2 separate regions of the Arabidopsis thaliana genome follow, and region 1 is linked to region 2. A link is a contact called in public targeted proximity ligation data. All regions are on one chromosome and are shown on one strand. The core of a region is the stretch at or near the end of the contact, and the rest is flanking DNA. Distances in the headings are between cores, read along the strand shown.

What was found.
Region 1: a contact with region 2 is called in a targeted proximity ligation map of shoot, with 16 read pairs. A contact is called at or near these places in 17 of 26 Hi-C or Micro-C datasets (callus, cotyledon, flower and 7 more), 2 of 2 datasets of targeted methods (seedling and shoot) and 1 of 3 other capture datasets (seedling).

The regions. Positions count from the first base shown.
Region 1 is chr3:11,186,441-11,193,454 of TAIR10.1, reverse strand. It overlaps AT3G29240 (PPR containing protein (DUF179)), which reads right to left and starts at 2,192. Exons shown (of 2, transcript NM_180317.3): 1 at 1,531-2,192; 2 at 411-1,395. The coding sequence starts at 1,675. The coding sequence ends at 587. It overlaps AT3G29230 (Tetratricopeptide repeat (TPR)-like superfamily protein), which reads right to left and starts at 4,885. Exons shown (of 1, transcript NM_113847.2): 1 at 2,260-4,885. The coding sequence starts at 4,652. The coding sequence ends at 2,850. SDR4 (NAD(P)-binding Rossmann-fold superfamily protein) reads left to right here. Exons shown (of 2, transcript NM_001339015.1): 2 at 1-66. It also overlaps the pseudogene AT3G29225.
Region 2 is chr3:11,152,760-11,158,840 of TAIR10.1, reverse strand. It overlaps AT3G29185 (glutamate NMDA receptor subunit epsilon-1, putative (DUF3598)), which reads left to right and starts at 1,548. Exons shown (of 7, transcript NM_113842.4): 1 at 1,548-1,867; 2 at 1,953-2,047; 3 at 2,537-2,657; 4 at 2,769-2,887; 5 at 2,969-3,155; 6 at 3,230-3,373; 7 at 3,459-3,923. The coding sequence starts at 1,634. The coding sequence ends at 3,749. It overlaps AT3G05715 (a small nucleolar RNA gene), which reads right to left and starts at 4,598; the gene lies at 4,498-4,598. It also overlaps the pseudogene AT3G29187.

The DNA.
Region 1 (7,014 bases), core at 943-3,442, 34 kb before region 2:
CAAATTTACTTAGACAAAAATAAAAGATATTTATAAGACTATTCAGCCGTCTGAATCTATATTGATGACTCTATTTTTTAACTAAGAAATCCAATTGAAGTTGCACGCAACCTCATACAACACGAAATATTTGTTAGATTTTGACTTTTTGAGATTTTCTTAGTAACCAATATAATCCATCTTCTAAAGTTGATGGACTCGTTACTTGCACAGTACTCGCCTTGAAAAAACAAATACCCGTAATAGACAAGCCGGGTAAAGAGTCACAAAATTTGAAGACTCGCAAGTACAAGGCAAGTATCAAGTACCAAAGTTGTATATGCTTCGTTTGAACATGATAAAACCATTTTTTTGTTTTGACAACCAATGGCATTGTGACTATCATTATACATTACAGTTTAGAAGATGGAGTAATTATTAAGGTTCATATGTTTTTCTTAATCTCCTTGTAATTATTTTTAGGCTATTAAACGAGAAACAAACAAATATAAATTAGTGATGGATGTTTAATACATACAGTACATTGATAAACCATACACATAGTCATACCATAAACCATTAGTGAAATGCAGTACAAAAACAAGGTTTAGATAACAGAGCCCGTTTGAGGCCCAATAAGCCCAAGAACCTCATCCCAAAGACCATGACTTTGGACAGCTGAACCAAGCTCAACAACAGTGGAGCTACAAGCAGCAACAGTCCAATACCCTCCCAAGATCTCTGCTTTTAACTGCTCTTTTTCCCAACCACAATACCCATCAAAGAATCTAAGCTCACTTCTTCCAACCAAATTCCTCTTCACCATCTCTGCAGCCAATCCTACACTCTCTCTCGTTCCATAGTACAATCCTTTCATCACTTGTCTGAATACTCCGCTCTTACCAACCTCGTTGTCTCCACCACTCCTTGGACTCACCAAGAACAACCCTTCTTCCAAAGGTCCACCAAAGAAGAGTCTTTTGTCTGAAAACGTTCCTGCCATGTCTAATATCGTTGACTTGGTCTCCTTAATAGACATCAGAGATGGACGGTTTAGGATGACTCCTATAGGACCTGAGGGTCCAACAGAGAGGAGGAGGATCACCGTCTTTTCGAAGATGTGGACACCGTCTAGCTTCTCTGTGGCGATTAGGAGGCAGCCTGTCTCTGGCTCATGGATCTTGTGTGCCCATTTGCTTCCAATTGTGATCAGTGAGGACGATGATGGCTGATAGTCCACCACCATGTCCGGGTTAGACCACGAGGGCTGATCCTTCTCGGACGTTGCAGCTTGTTCCCCTGCAACAAGCCTTGCCCTGAACTCCCTCCAATCAGCATCTGATGTAGAATTGTTGACACAATCCTTGAAGAGATCAGCATCATCTTCCAGTGGCTTCCATGAATCCGAAAGAGAACCTACTCAAACCAAAATGCTCTCATCAGCTACAATAATTTCACTCAAGACAGGCAAATTCCCAAACCAAGACATGTTATTGCGATACTCAGGCCATTCTTATAGATCAAAATGACCATGAAAGAGATCTTACTTACAATTTACAGAGATCGGAGAAGCAACCTTCCTGGTAACAAATTGGCCAGAATTTCTCTTGGGGCAAGTAAAGATTCTCGCTTTGATGAACGGGACAAGCTCTTTAACACCAGAGATTGATCTTGAGGTAAGAAAACAAGCATCCATGTTACCTTCTCTCTTTCTCTTTTTCTCTGACTCAATTCACTTTAGTTCCTATGAAGAGAAGGTAGAACAGAAAAATAACATCTAAATATAAGAGAGTGGAGAACTGTGAACCACAGGCTGAATGTATTAAGTTCTAAAGGGGTCGTCCTAGTCAGAGGAATGGGCAATGGATATACCGTAACCTTTAAGGTGTTGATGTATTTAAAGATAAACATTTCCATATGCCTTTGGATTTTGGATAAGAGACAAATCTTTTATCACCTTTTTTTTGATGATGTGTAACCCTAGTGGCCACTCAAGGTTTGCCTCTGCAGTTACTTACCCACTCCTGTGGAAAAAAAGCACGTATAATTACTACATCCACCAACTAGATAAACTTCATCCCCATAATCTCTAATCCTCTATCTCTCTTTTTTTTCTTACGTGAATCAGTAAAATTTGGATCATTCATAAAAGGGTCTTAAGAACAAGTGAATGACCATTATAACGGGTTTAGACTTTTTTTTTGGTATGATCAAAGTCATCTATTGTGGATGGAACAAATCAAGGAAGCACTATTGGTGGTCCTCTTTTCTCCATTATTTTATTACTATTTCAATGGGAATATCACTACAAAAAGGAAACTTAAGAGATCAACTCAACATCATTAAGACATTGATTCTTGTAATAAAATAAACCCCACGAGTTTTGTTCTAATTTGACCATCTAAACATCATTCTAAATAACTAGTTGGTTCATCCAAAGGTAACATCACCAGCAATACGTCATCACACTGACGTCCAATGATAATACATCACCGACAATACATCATCAGTGGAATTTTCACGAAGTCACAATATTACTCACAATGAGGTTATGTGGGAGTTTGAATGTCTTTGGTCCTGCCTAGTCTTCTCTTGTTACTGTCATCTTCAAGGTTGGTCACAGAACCTGTTATTGGATTAAGAACCAGAAACCCCATGTCTGGAGACGGGAGTTAGTATTGCAAAATCAAATTGATCTCAAGATTTATAAATTATGCTCTATATACAGTACTCGAACTCGTTACAAGGATAAAACCATCTTTGTGTTCCTTTGGAAAATGAACTACAAATTTTTGGCCTAGGCCACAGTGCTGATGCTCACAGCCTATAATCGATATAATACCTAATGATCTGGACATAAACTAAGCAGTTTATCGAACAGCAACCAGCTCACCAGGATCTGGAGGTTCAATTAAACTACCAAGCATCTGATATATTTGATCAGATTTTGGGTGTGATTTGTCGAACACTGTAAATTCATGTATCCCATCCTCCAATTCAACCGAACTAGCTCCAGATGGTTTCTCTACTCCCATACTCTTCATCTTTGATCTTATGTCAGCAACTCCTTCCCAATCCTCTGCTGCTGCATAAATATTTGACAGAAGCGAATAGTTTCCAGGATCACAAGGGTCTAATTTAACCAGATTATCCAGAACTTCCTTAGCAATATCCACCTCGTTATGCATCCTGCACGCTCCAAGAAGAGCACCCCAAATAACAACATTGGGCTCCATTGGCATTGTTTGGACAACCTTTATCGCTTCCTTTAACCGCCCTACTCGACCTAATAGGTCAACAAGACAACCATAGTGTTCAACTTGTGGAACAAGATCATATACTTTCTCCATTGAGTAGAAGTAATCTATTCCTTCATCAATGAGACCCGCGTGATTACAGGAACACAAAACAGCAATAAACGTGACTTTATCAGGCCGAATCCCTTCCCTTCTCATTCTCGAAAAAAGCTCGATTGCTTCCTTTCCGTGGCCATGAACGCCAAGACCATGAAGCATAGTGTTCCAAGACACGAGATCCTTCTTGGGTATATCGTTAAACACATCAAACGCTTTCTTTAGGTTACCACATTTTGCATACATATCAAGTAGTGCATTCAACACATAAGCATTCGAACCGAGATTAGACCTTTTCAGTATGGAGTGAATCCTCATTCCTAAACTGAGCAAACCAGACTCAGTACAAGCAGCCAAGATACTAATCACAGCCGCAGCATCAAATTTCAATCCTGAAGCCACCATTTGGTCAACTAATCTATCAGCCTCCTTCAAAAGCCCCTTCTCCGCATACCCAGCAATAATTATCGTCCAAGTGACAACATTTTTAGCAGGCAATGGCATTTTATCAAACATAACTCTAGCCATTTCCATATCCCCAGCTTTACTATAACCCATAACCATCGTCGACCAAGACACAGTATTTCTCTCAGGCATCTTCTCAAACAACTCAAACGCTTTACTCATCTCTCTACACCTAGCATAACCATCCAACATAGTATTCCAACTAATCAAATCCCTCTGAGGCATTTCATCGAACAGTCTCCGTGCATCTCTCAATTCCCCAGCTTTCACTAACCCACCAAGCATCGAATTCCAAGACACAGTATCTCTTTCACTCATCTTCTCAAACAACTTCATAGCATCTCTAACACCCAAACCACCACATCTAGAATAACAATCAATGAGAGCATTGGGTACATAAATATCAGAAGAAAGCCCCAATTTTTCTATATGATTATGCATCATCTTCACCACAGGTAACCATGATTGACCAGAACAAGCTTTAAGAAGAAACGGGTAAGTGAAATTATCAGCAAAAAGACCAAATCTTTGCATCTCTGAGAAAACGAAGAAAGCTTGATAAGGCTGAGAGTTCTGGGCATGAGCTCTAATCAGAGAATTGCAAAGATGAACATTTGGTTCTTGAACCTGATTAAAAACCCTAACAGCTAAATTCGTTTGACGACAGAGAGAAAGAGCAGAGATTAGCTTCGGTGCTATGTGTAGATCTTCATGAAGGTTTCGTCGGATTATCTGAGCGTGAAGCTGTTTCACTTGGTTTAGATTAGCGCATTTGGGAAGGTCTTGGAGTCTCTCTTCGAAAATTCTCCGGGAAGAGACCCAGGAAGGAGCTCGAACAGGTAGTGATGACGTCATTGTCAATGTCGGATCCAGTGGAGGTAGTGTGTGGATTAAGATTTGAAGAAGGGAATTAGGGTTCGCATTATGAAGAAGAAGAAACAGAGAAAAAGTGTGATAAGTAAACTTCTGGTTCTGGATATTATCCGCGGCATATGTTCAAACGAATCACAACTTCGGCTACTAATAAGGCCTGCGAATTTGACCCGAACCGAGATTTTTGTTTTGTGGTTCAGTTTCGGGTTTTTACGGCTGAGGGATCGGTATTCTTTTAATTTGGATTCGGTTACCTAAAACTTTTGGTTTGGTTCGATTTGTGTTGAATAAATGGGGTTTTCGGGTAATTTTTTTTAATCTACATATATATTTTTGCAGTAATTTGTGAAATAAATCTTAGAGTTGAAATTTATTTACAAGAAATACCATTAACATTAATTATTATTAATAAACTAATATTTCTAATTACTAGCATTTTCTTATCTAATATATTTTCATAAATTCTAATTACTTCAAAAAAAGAAAATTTAAGACATTATTAATATTATATTTTATTAAAAGATAAAAATTATAGTTATTTATAATTATTAAACATTTAGAATATTTAACGGAAACACGTTTATAATATTTATAATATGTAAAATCTTAAACAATTAAATAATTATTATTAAGAACTTTAAATTGATTTGAATTATAAGTTTTTTAATAAGTGTATTATTAAAAAAAATGTTTTGTTTTACCGAACGGGATAAGATGGTAGGACGGGTTTATAATATTATATCATATGAACTTTATAAAAATTAGATAACCATTTGAAAGAAAACTTTTAAATTGATTTGAATTATATATTTTTTAAATTAAAGTATTATTAAAACAAAAATAACAAAATAATATTTAATTTCACTGAAAAACAATAGCCCCGCGGTGTACCGCGGGTTATAATCTAGTAGTATGAATAAAGCTGCAGCATGTAATATAGCATATGACCTCATATAGAAATCGAGAGTTTTGTTCTCAATGTTAACGGTGTAGCAATAAGTTGCAACCGTTTAATTAATAATTCGGCCATGTCATTTTGTGTATGAACATGAGGGACCGGACGCTCTATATCGATTCCCATCGATACACAATAATCGTTAAAGGCTTGCGAAGTAAATTTCCCAACAATATCAAGTCTGGCTTTCTTTATGGCATAATCAAGAAATTGTATCTTTAACCTGATTATTTGGACAATGAATCTTGCGAAAACCATGTTTCGTGTAGTCAAAAGACATACATGTAACAATCTACTAGATGCGTTAATTAATACCATAAAATATCGAAACAGCCTGCAGGGTGGATGGATTGGCCCATATATATCATCATGAATTCTCGACAAGAATTCAGGTCTTTCATTCCCAATTTTAGTTGGCGATGACCTTATTATGATTTTTTCTTGAGAACATGCTTTACATGAAAACTCACCAGATTTAAATATTTTCTGGTTTTTCAATGGATGACCATTAGAATTTTGTACATTTTTTTGCATCATTACTGAACCACGATGTCCAAGTCTTTCATGTCATATTTTAAATGTACTAGTAAACTCATTCGAGTAATTGTCACTGAAGTTTACTGTGACATTTAATGCGATTATATTTATTTTTATGCAATATAATCTGGAGGATAGCATTGGCAAATTTTCTAATATATATTGCCTCTCGGATTTTATGCCATCTTTATTCATAGTCTCTATATGATATCCATTAATTTGGATATCTTTGAAACTTATCACTATGAGACTTGGGGGAATATAATGCATCATTTACTTTAAAATGAGTTCTCCTTAGCATTGTAAAATTGGGTTCGCCAAAACCTAATATTATCTTTGCATGACTATATATAGTACTCATGCTTCTAGCGGAGTCTTTTTTTCTAGAGAGGAGAAATACTTTTTATTTTTAAAGATAGTGTGCGTAGAAGCAATGTCCGCCAGACATATATCTTTATCCTCAGTCTCGTATTTTGACATTTTTCTAAGATAAAATATTTAATCATTAATACTTTGACATAGATTATTCATATGTCATAATATAATAAAATAAAAACATTATCCCAGAAAACAAAAACATCTATAATACTTGTCATAATTATACATATAGTTATAATATATTACATTAATTTTCTCGTTGTCATGATCAATCAAGAAAATCTGCCATATCAAAATGAGTATCATCATCTTGGCCTTTAAAAGAAGGTCCTGACTCATCACATATGAGATTAGTTTCAACATGTCTTTCTTTCTCCTTTTGCGAAGCTTGATACAGATCGGCTAAATGTTTTGGTATACGACACTTCTGGTACCAGTGTCCTTTCATACCGCATTTGTGGCAAGTGTCTTCAA
Region 2 (6,081 bases), core at 299-2,798:
AATAGATAACCTAGAGGCTTGATAGTACCGGGGAGAGATTAAAGACAAGGAAATCCGCTATCTTCTTACATATTTATTCTATGTACGGAGGTGCTTATTGCGAATATTCGAAAAGCTGAACAACGAAAATTGATTACTGGTATGAAAGTAGATACGGCAAGCTCCTCTGTAACTCATTTGTTATTTGCAGATGATAGTTTATTCTTTTGCAAAGCTAGCAAAGAGCAGTGTGGAGTAATCTTGGAAATTTTAAAGCAATACGAAGCGGTTTCAGGACAACAAATAAATTTTTCAAAGTCCTCGATACAGTTTGGTCATAAGGTAGATGATTCACTTAAGGCAGAAATAAAATCAACAGGGAATCACTAATCTTGGTGGTATGGGCTCCTGTCTTGGTTTACCAGAAAGTCTAGGTGGATCTAAAACAAAAATGTTCTCTTTTGTTAGAGATAGATTACAAAATAGGATAAATGGATGGTCAGCTAAGTTTTTATCGAAAGGAGGAAAAGAGGTGATGATTAAATTGGTAGCTACGGCATTACCAACTTATGTTATGTCTTGCTTTACACTACCGAAAACAATCACATCGAAGCTCACGAGTGCAATCCCAAAATTCTGGTGGAGTTCAAATGGTGAATCTAGAGGTATGCATTGGATGGCATGGGATAAGGTGTGTTATAGTAAATCGGAAGGGGGTTTGGGTTTTCGTAGTGTAGACAATTTTAATTCGGCTCTTCTAGCTAAACAATTATGGCGTTTAATCACGGTTCCAAATTCACTCTTTGCGCGGGTTTTTAAAGGACGTTATTTTCGGAAATCCAACCCTTTGAATAATATAATTCATACTCTCCATCCTATAGATGGAGAAATATTTGTTCAGGTAGATCTCTAGTTAATAAAGGACTTATTAAAAGAGTAGGTTCTGGAGAAAGTTATGTCTAGATCTAGTTGTTAACGATCCCACAAGTCACATATACAAGTAACGAGTAATATGACAAATATCAAAATGAGGCAAATAACGAAGCAACTATCAAAAATATTATGATACTTGACTTGGACTTGCAAGTAATAAAATTAACCGACTTGTTATTCGACTTGCCTATAACGGATACTTGAATTTTCAAGGCTAGTTATTGTCAAAATCTAAACAGACATTGGTTTTACTCGATTTACAATCTAAACCGAACAACAAACCACATAAGTTCTATATGAAACCAAATTAAAACCCGACTTGACCCACTCGTAATAATACGACCCATAGATGATCTTCCTTGATATATTAATCTTCGTCTTCACCCAATTCTTCCAGCAAAAGAAAAAAAAACTTTTTGTTGAAATTTGATATCAAAATTACCAAAGCTTATTTCTGCTGCTTCGCTCCCTCGTTCAATAATTTTTTCCTAACAATTCTATTTTCTGGCTAATTAATTGTCTATAAATTCTATTAAATATTTCAAATAAGCTCTACAAAATTCGGGTTCAGTTTAAATCCGGTTCGGTTTAATTCAGATTTGGTTCCGATTTCCGACATTTCGATATAACTTCAAATCCGGTCCGGTTTTATTGCCAGTGTCGTTTGTAGATAAGATACATTCACAAAGACAAAATCACTCACTCGCTCAAGAGCTCCTCCATGGCTGCTGCTACTTCCTTCACTTGCTCACTTCCTTTTACTCCACTATCCAAATCCCTTAAACCCATTCGTTCCCCAATTCTACGCTCAGACTATGGAACCAGCAGAAGCTTTGTTATAAGATCCATGACGGTTCAAGAAGATGACAAGAGAACAAGCGATGAATCAATGAGTATTGACAATTTACGAGGATTCGTCGATCTTAATGTCGGAAAATGGACTGGCTCCTTTCATGTATAGTCACCCATAAACCCTAAAGTTTGCTCCTTTTTGTTAGATTTATGCTAAAGACTCTCTCTTTTTGTTTTTGTTTTTGCAGCAATTTGATGGTAATGGGAATTTGTTACATAAGATTGATACACGTCTTTCAGCTAGTTCTTATGGAGAAGATGAGCTCCTTAGTCTTAATCAATCGTATGTTTCTGAGAATCTGTGTTTCTGCTTCAATGGGAATAACTGTTTTTGGAACATGGATTGTGTGTAATTTAGGATTCAATTATCTTTAGGAATCAGTTGATGGAGAATTTGGCAATAGGAAGTATATAAAGTCTTGAACTTTATATGATTATTCTATGAATTTGGAGCAAATTTGAAGTTTATCTTGTTTACTATTTGGAACAAATGGATATCATTTAGCATACCTGAAGATTTTTCTTGTACACTATATGTTGATTTTGTGTGAAGCAATGGTTTTTGCTCTGTACAACTAGTTTACTAATCTGTATTGTGTTTGTACTATAGAAAAGTTTGTGAATTTTCAATGATGTGTAAGAAATTGTGTGTCCTCACGAAGTTTATTCATATATTTATTGATGCTCATTGGTATTGTTGTTTCCTATATAATGTATCCAGAAGCAATGGTTTTTGCTCTGCATTACCAGTCTTTGTGTTTGTATTGTTTAGGTTATATATAAAGCAGCCTACATCAGCTACTTCAGTTTCCGAAGAGGAGGAAGAGGAACCGGAATGGGTAGAGTACAAAATTAAAGAAACCAATATGTTCACTGTGGACAAGTATCAGCAGGTGAGAGTAGCTCTGTTTATCTCTATTAGTCAAGATACTAAGTTTGAGTTTTGTGATTTGTCTCTTAAGTATTTGATGACTATCTTGATATCCATCATCAGTAGTCTGCAGATTGGATTTTTCCCAAAGGAGAGAGCGTTTTCGCTGAGGTACCAAACCGCTGGAATGTTGGATACGACGTTAAGGCAGGGCGTGCTCGGGGAGGATGACACGGGAGAAGAATCACCAAGGTTGGTTTCTCATGTCTATTGGCTCCTTCTTATGTATAAACATTTTAATGCTCCATGAAGCTTATAACAATTTGTTTTCAGAAATCTTAAACTTCCATCTCGGCGTCCGTCTTTAGTATGTGAGAACTGTTTGTATTCTAAGGAGATAGATAGAAGGGCTAGAGCCTTTCACATCATGGATCCTAAAGGTGTTCTTGAAATGCTTATTGTTTTCCTCGAGGAAAGAGGGTTAGAGAATCTCGCTCATCCAGTCCTCGATAACGCTCAGGTAGTTTGTTGTTATTGATTCATGCTCATAAAGCATTTTACTGCCATACCAATATATGTTCCCCTTTGTTACAGAACGATGCAGAAAGGATAAACCCATTTCTCGGTACTTGGAAAGGTCGTTCGGTAACAAAACGAAGCGGTGTCTATGGAGCAACACTATCAGAAGCCGATACTGTTGCTGTTCTTGAAATGAATGACAAAGGTCAAGTAGTCCAGGTATATAATACTGTTCAACAATCCCACATAGCCTTTTATTAACTTCTGTTTATATGAGAATGCCTCTGAACTCGATGTGAATCAGGATATTTCGTCGACATCGGATGAGAAAAAAGTAACAACAAATGTGCACTGGGAAGGGAAAATGTCGAAAGACTTGGTTACATTCGCGGAAGGATACCAAATGACTCTGTTACCCGGAGGTATGTACATGGGATGTCCTTGCGACGTATCAAAGTGTGTTGCTGATTTAAAGTCTTTCCACTTAGAATTCTGCTGGCTTGAATCGCCGAGCTCAAGACAAAGACTCATCCGCACATATGACCATGAAGGTTTAGCTGTCTCATCAACTTATTTTACTGAGACAAAAATGTGAGCTTCTTCTCATTTATGTTCTTGTAAAATGTTCATACCTTTGTAATGTTGCAAATCTACTTTTGCTCTCACATTATTTGACTTGAAATTTAGTTAAGATACAATTCATGAATCATCGACTATGTAATGTTTTGCTGATTAATTACATTTCACTAAAGTTAACTAATGAACACAGATCACCAATTATATGATTCTTTCGAGTTTAAACTGTTTGTGATCTTGTTCTAAATAAATATATCTTCACTGCATATCAATCGTTTTCAGATTGATGAACTTTTTGCAATGTATTGAATGATTGATACCAGAACAATAAATAACCGAGATTTAACCACATATAACCGGAAATAACCAAATCTTGGCACAACAATACGAACACCCGCGAACCGGTAAAACAAAATTAACCAAAAACTAATTACCATTTTCAGATTGATGAACTCTTTGCAATGTATTGAATGATTGATACCAGAACAATAAATAACCGATATTTAACCACAGATAACCGGAAATAACCAAATCTTGGCACAACGATACGAACAACGACGATTACCAAAAACAAAATTAACCAAAACCTAATCACCATTTTAAAAATCTAAGAATATTTTGAACCAAAGAAAGGTTATCGAAGATCAATATAACATATTGCGAATTAGTGTCTCAATAAAAGACTAATCATCAACATCAAAAGACTCGTAAAAGAACCAAAAATAATCTGAAGAATTCAAAACCAAAGATTGAGATCGAAAAACAAAAAATGTAGGGCAAAGAACGTCTCTGCTTTGACAGCCTAAAGCTTAAAGGAAACAGCAAAGCAGAGAAAGAGCCCTGATTCTCTGATATGCGCCTACGCACCCCTTAGGGTACGCCACAGTAATCCCTTCTCGTGGTATACCACGCCACCCCTCACTAAAGAGGGAAGCGCTCGGCCTCAGGCACTAATTTGTTTTTTCTTCTTCTAGGGTTTCTTGGTTTTATATACACCTTCTTCTTTCCCTTATTTCTGAATCCACCCCTTTATTTATCTGTTTTTACATTTTGAGCCATGTATTTATCTCTTCTTTCGTTATTCACCCCTACACAGTTACAATGTTTCAATGTTCAATCTGGACATCTCCGGCCCCAAGTTTCAGTTTGCTTTTTAAAAACATTTTGGTCTTTTCAGATGTTTCTTAGTTTGGGCTTTTATATCTAATTTTTTTTATTAAATAAAATAAATAAGGCATTTTCTACGTTATTCTTGGTATAATATGCGAATCCGAACTAGATCCGAAAAACCTGATGCAAAACCCAAACAAGAAATTTTAATATATCCGAACGAGTTCTATAATTTCAAATCCAAAAATTCGAATCTGAATCTGATCTGAATCGTATTTGAACGGATATATGAACATACCCATAAGTTAAGTACATAATAATAATATATTATTAATATTTATATTTGTAATAATTTTAGTTTCAAAAAATATTAGGATTTTTTGGATATTTTAGATATTTTTGGGTATTTAATCTATTTTTGAGTAAATTTGGGTAGTAAATGTTCAAGGTTTTTAGATATTTTGTGTACTTTGAGTATTTTGGATAGATTTGGTTATTTTTGAATTTCGGGTAATCCGAATCATAAACCAAAATATCTGATCCGAGTCGGTAAAATTATCTGAACGGGTTGTATACCTTTAAATCCGAAAAACCAAGAATCCGAAATACTCGATCTGAACCCAAACGTCCATCCCTACCCCTAGTCGCATTAAAGATCATTTGTGGGAGAATTATATGTGTATAATTGTATCATAAATATATATTTTTAATTAATGTTATGTAATGTGATTTTCTTTATAATAATGTACTCTAAATAAAATTGTTGGACTATTTGCTATTTATTAAACAAATGGGTTAAAGTTCATAAGTTTAGAAAGTAAAGGGTATATCAATAATTAATAATAAAATAGAGATAGAATATACTTTAGAATAAATTTTTTTAAAGTGCAAAATGAATGAAACCATTGGAAAAGGCTTGCTTCATTTTTACCTTCAAATTTAAAGAAATTTTGATTTTGAAGAAATATTTGAAGATAACCATTGGAGATGCCCTTATAGTGGAATGAGACTACTTCAGAATGAGTTCCTAAGTAACCAAACCGGCAAGACACGATACATATAACATGATCCTAATCTACATATACATTTTTTCAGTCATTTTATGAAATAAATCTTGTAGTTTGGATTTATTTACAAAGAATGCCACTAACATTTATTATTTAGTTTTACAAAATTTAAAAAAGATATTAACCAAACAATATCTTGCCTAATTTGTTTCTAAAAATATTTACACAATCTTT